Linked DNA regions of Mus musculus: region 2 is linked to region 1. A link is a contact called in public HiChIP or PLAC-seq data. All regions are on one chromosome and are shown on one strand. Each heading gives the region's core, a stretch centred on a gene start, on an enhancer-like site or on the middle of the called end of the contact. The rest is flanking DNA. Distances are from core to core; before and after follow the strand shown.

What was found. HiChIP or PLAC-seq counts read pairs in DNA pulled down with a chosen protein or histone mark.
Region 2: an H3K4me3 HiChIP or PLAC-seq map of fetal liver shows a contact between it and region 1, with 5 times the contacts expected there. The contact joins the enhancer-like site here to the promoter of Atp2b4 in region 1. A contact is called at or near these places in 10 of 15 datasets of contacts at CTCF or cohesin (CD8 T cells, the G1E-ER4 cell line, the NIH/3T3 cell line and 6 more), 299 of 484 Hi-C or Micro-C datasets (the 4T1 cell line, the 63-12 cell line, 8-cell embryo and 142 more), 70 of 115 datasets of contacts at active chromatin or transcription factors (the 230-238 cell line, CD4 T cells, CD4 single positive thymocytes and 45 more) and 7 of 9 other capture datasets (adipose tissue, embryonic stem cells, embryonic tail and 4 more).

Annotation. Positions count from the first base shown.
Region 1 is chr1:133,752,454-133,755,153 of GRCm38.p6, reverse strand. It overlaps Atp2b4 (ATPase, Ca++ transporting, plasma membrane 4), which reads left to right and starts at 1,407. Exons shown (of 20, transcript NM_213616.4): 1 at 1,407-2,065. The coding sequence starts at 1,873.
Region 2 is chr1:133,886,624-133,889,323 of GRCm38.p6, reverse strand. The region is part of intron 2 of Gm31515 (a long non-coding RNA gene); the gene reads right to left. Among named protein-coding and RNA genes, the nearest start is that of Optc, 19 kb to the left of the region's middle. Within about 2 kb of position 1,438, at least 92 of the 459 cell types and tissues checked have an H3K27ac peak or open chromatin away from gene starts, as enhancers often do. A contact at or near this core is called in the CH12 cell line, DN3 thymocytes, the G1E-ER4 cell line and 25 more, where this site is marked.

The DNA.
Region 1 (2,700 bases), core at 158-2,657:
ACCTACTGCCTCAGGGAACCTTCTCAGGATTCCCTGCTTGCTTAACTTGTTGTAAGTCGGGGTATTGGGGAGGTGGATGGAACATGCTGGCTGAGGGGCAGAAGTGGGATAACCTCCATTCCAGAGGAACCTGCCTGAAACAGGATTGGTTGAAATCAGTCAGGAGCTTTGGCCAGATGGGATTTCTGGAGAAAATAAATTGATAAAAAGAGCCAAGTTCTTCTCTGATGACTCAAGAGTTGTATTCACCTTCTAGAAGCAAAAAAAAAAAAAAAAAAAAAAAAAAAAAAAAAAAAAAAAAGCATTTGTTTATTACCTAGCCAATTGGAGTGCCTTGCCAGACCCTGGCAGCATCGACCAATTGCAGGGTGGTTATTTCACCAGAATGGGGCCCTACATACTTGAGCCTCTCCTATCGGAGGAGCTGATATATAACATGTAGCCAGCCCTTGTCTGCAGCTGAGCATAGGGCTCAGCTCAGTCTCTAAGCCACCTTCAGCCCCTCTCATCCCCACATACCCTTAGCTGTGCCTGCACACCCTAGCCAGTATGTGCTCCAGCTAACGTCTATCTTGCTGAGGGAAAAATGCCTACCTTTCTCTGATGTGTCACTATGCTAACATGAGCCCCTCTGGTTGCTCCCTTACCCTGAGGACAGTGTTGGGACCTGTCTATGGGCTGAACAGACTGTTCTCTTATCTCTCCTACACTGGAAAAACTTGAACACTCACTATCTTTCTTCCCAGAGCTCCACCTGGCCCTTATAGAAAAACTGAATCCACCCTGTGTCATAAACTGTTAGCGTGTTTCACTCTTTTCTTACCAGGAAAAGCCTCTGCGAGGGCTTAGCCTTGAGACCAAAATTTGGTGCCAGATAACTGCTGTAGGTTTCCAAATTTTCATACCACTGAAGGCTGAGTGTTCTAAGAGACCTTTTATCAGCCTGTCTTTCTGGATTGTAAATGTCTGTGTTGGGAGTAGAAGGTGCACAAGCAAGCCATGTTTCAGCCCCCTTGGGTCTAGATTCCTTTTCTGATTCTTCTCACATCTTACAGGTAAGGCCAGACTAATGTATCCTATAGGTCAGTCAGCCCATGAAGGGGAGGAGCATTAGAGGTTATAACCTTTTATATGCGAGTTCCTTGAGTTATTTTGTGTGCCTTGATTTGGAAGAAATAAGGCTTAAAGATGATGTTTCTGAGATAAATCCTCTACATTCCCAGCCAGCAGGCCTACCCAGGGCTTCCCATGAGCCTGGATACTGAGCTCAGGCCTCAGTTCTCAGTTCCGTTCAGCCACCAACTGTCATTTAAACCCTTCTTCTCGAGAGTACCTTGCAGATCCTGGATCCTCATGGCTGTTCTAATTGTTCCTTTTTGTCTTTTTTTTGCATCTCTATTCCAGAGGCCTAGCCCTCATCGTTATCCAGGGAGCCCTCCTCTTTTTCCTGACGCCAGCCTACCATCGTAATTGCTGATTGTTGCTAAGGTTGCTTCCATGGTAACATGCTTATCCTGTTTACACTTCTATATGGACAAGAAGTCTAAACTAGGAACCTACCTACTCTGGACAACCATTCCCATCTCCACCCAGAGGACACCAATCATCGTGACACCACGTCCATCTTTTACTAAGTTCCCCCAACCTCTTCCTCTTCTCACTAGTAGACTTAATACAGAAGCAAGGATCTAGGCCGGGTGTTGCTACTCTGAAACTTATTGCACGAGATATTGTCAATTTATCCCCTAACTGACCTCCCAGAGAAGAAAGAAGTGGGAAGAAACGGCGAATAGAAGGCAAGAGACACTGATCAGTTAGAGGGGAAACTCTACATCTTCTCTGGTTGAGAGTCTGGTAACTGAAGAAGGCAAAATGACGAATCCACCAGGACAAAGCGTGTCAGCCAACACAGTGGCTGAGAGCCATGAAGGGGAGTTTGGCTGCACCTTAATGGACCTGCGAAAGCTCATGGAGCTTCGTGGAGCTGATGCAGTGGCCCAGATCAGTGCCCACTACGGAGGGGTACAGGAAATCTGCACTAGACTGAAAACCTCCCCTATAGAAGGTAAAGGCCATTTCAAGGGTTGGGGATTGGGGGCAGTGAGTAGGATTTTGAAATATTTTTGTCTAGCTTCTAGGGAAAGTCCGGTTCTGGAGATCCAATAAGTTGTGTCTGGTCTGGTGGGGAGAGCACAGACCTCTAAAGCCGAGGTGGCCACTGAGGGAGGGCATGAAGAGCTTTCCTCCTCTACCACGTTTAGGAACTGTGATCTCTGAGTCATTCTCTCCTCCTACTTCTGTGTCGGTCCATCGTATGGAGGGTCCTTATTTATTATGTAGATGCACTTATCAGTATAGTCAATGTCCTCACTTAATTAGATTTTGATTACAGAAGAGCTTAAGATGGACATCTTCCTCACACTGATCTTAAAGCTCAATGGATGAGAAAAGACGACAGGAAGTAGTATTCCAGCCATCTGAGTACCTTACTGTACACAGAAATGGGTTGGCATATCATAAATATGTATTTGGATAAATTAATATTTTCTGTCTTGGAGTTTCTGATTTTTTTTAACCCTGTCTAATAAAAATTTTTCCCCACCATGTAGGGTCCAAACCCAGGGCTTTGTACAGCGCCCCGACATTAATCTGTAGCCTCAGCCCACTGTTTTGCTTTTTAATTTAAGACAGATTCTCAGT
Region 2 (2,700 bases), core at 189-2,688, 130 kb before region 1:
AGCTAGTGCCGCACAGTGGTGGGAACTGCTCTCCCGCCAGAGGGATCAGTGGGTGCAAAGACCTGAGCAGAAGAAAGTAGGGCAAATTTGAGGAAAGGAGAGGTCAGCAGTATGCATAACCATAACTGGCTGGAGGTGGGGTCTGAGAAGCAGCACAGCCCGGAGTAGGAAGAGCTTATAGAGTGGTGTGGCCTGGTGGGTGCTTCTCTGAGACTCAAATGCCCTCCGCTCTGTCTGTTCCTGTTAGTCATGCTAGAAACATAAGCACAGAGGAAAGAGGGTGACAAACCAGAGAGTGACAGTGACCAGAGCAAGCAACCTTTTAAGAAAGGAAGACTATGTCCCTTTCTGTTGCTCCCAGGCTGATGGGTAGAAGTGGGGAGCTAACAAGGACAGGATCCCCTTGGGGATGCTCGTGGGGGTAGCTGAAGAAGAGCGAAGCCAGCAGCTTCCACAGGGGGAAGGACCTTGAGGAGGGGGTAGTAAAGAATAGTTTAAGGGTGCTTAATGGGCTTGAGGCTACACAATCTTCCCTTGGTCTCTGCCTTGAGAAGACACCATTGGGATGTTCCCTGACTTCAGGGTTTTAATCTTTTGGAAATGTGCAACAGGGAGGTTTGCTCTCCAGGGCCACAGCAGCAGGAGAGGCCCTGCCACTATCCCTGCTCCATGCTGAACTGCTCGGTGGCTCACACAGGTCCTTTGTCCTCTCTCCCTACTCCACCCAGGGGCAGAATGAAGTCCAGACAGTCTGCGCCTCAGCGCCCAGACTGCTTTCTACTTTTTAAGATTTATTTATTCATGTTTAATGGATGTGTAAACATGTGTGTTTGCACAAGTTTATGTGCACCGTGTGTATGCAGGTGCCCACAGAAATCAGAGGATATCAGGTCCCCTGGAACTGGAGTTACAGGCAGTTGTAAACCACCTGATATGGATGCTATGAACTGAATTTGCATATTCTGATGGCTCTTAATGCCTGAGCTACCCCTATCAGGGAGAGTGTTCAAAGACTTGAGATAATAGGCAGAGAGACCAAACTACTGATCCTCAGAGCAAGCTGGCGAAATCTCCCCAAAGACAAGTGTGTTGGACTTTCTGTCCCTGTGACAAAGCACTAGACATGAACAACCTAAGGGAGGGGAGATTTATCAGGAGTTTTAGTCTAAGGTCAGCTACATCCATTGCCTGAAGTGGGGCAGAATGGCAGTGACCATGTGTGGAGGAGGCTGCTCACCACAAGGCAGCCAGAAAGCAGAGACAGACAGACAGACAGACAGACAGACAGGAAGGGTCAGAGTCAAGATATAGCTCTTCAAAGCTGCATCCCCAGTGACATACTTCCTCCCAGCAGATTCACTCTCCATAGTGCCACCCCTCCTAACTGTCTATGCAAACTCTAACAATCTGATTGGAGGAATAAACCAGTGATTAGCTCAGAAGCATCCCTATCTAACTGTCTCTGGAACCGCCCTCGCAGACACACCCTGAGGTATGCCTCTCTCATCTTGCAATTGTTAAGGTAGCACGCAACAGTAACAGTAACCATGTTGCTGGGAGATTCATTAACTCAGTGACCAAGCGTAGCCTAGCACGGGCTGTGGCCCCAGTTCTGTCTCCAGCACCACAGAATAGGGAAGAGAAAGGAGGAGGTTAGCCTGGACTTCCCAGGGGTGAAGGCTGTATGGCTCAGGTCCAGCTACCTCAAAGGGACATCCACTGGGGCCAGGGACTCTCAGCCACCCCCAGAAGCTTCTGTTCAGGTGCCAGGATAAGGCACAGGAAAGTAAAGGAAGGGACAAGTGCCCACACAAACACCTCCCCAAGGAAGCAGTCTGTGGGGGCCATGGATGAAGTAGCCTCAAAATACAGAAGAACCCCTTTCCCACCCAGTGACTGTGGTACCCAGAGGAACCAAGGTTCCAGTCCCTCTCTCCTTCCCACCCTACAGCTCCAGGGCAAGAGCAGTCCTCTGCCCTGTGGGGCCCCTGCGGCTTCCTCTTCTCCCCTCCGGCCTGGAGATAGTTTTTTAACAGGCAGCCTGCTTTCTCATGCGCAATAAATGCCTCCCAGCAGAACCTGCTGCGCGCCTTTCCCACGTCAGTAATCAGCATACAGAACAAGCAGGCGAGTTCCCTCGCTCCCCCTCCCTCCCATCTCTCTCCTCTCTTTTTGCTTTTCCTCCTCCAGCCTTCTTCCCACCAATCAGAGTCTCTGCCACCTCCTGGGAAGCTGGGAAGGTTTATCATCAGACCAAGGTTGTCATAAGGAAAACAGGTTTATTTTCTTCGCTTTGAGAAGGTGCTGACGGGAAGACTGGGGAGGGTGTTCATGCCCCCCCTCCATGCCCGGACCCCAGTGCCTGAATCTGATGCTATCTTCTAGCTCATCTCCAAGTTGCCCCTCCGACCCACCTGCGTGGTCCTTATTTATGAATATTGGTGTCCCCCCAACCTGTCACTCCAAATCCTTTCCTCATTCTTAGCCTTTCACGTTCGTTCAGGACTTGGGAGTCATTCTGTGCCGGGAATCCTGGAGCTGAGGATATGAGACACAAGGGGAGGGATGTGCCACAGAGGCATGAATAAACCATTAAGATACAATGTGGTAACTGAGGCGACAGAGGCTCTCACGGCAGCAGCAGCACCCAGGGGAGCAGCTAGTCCGTGTGGGCGGAGAGATGAGAGATGGTATCCTGAA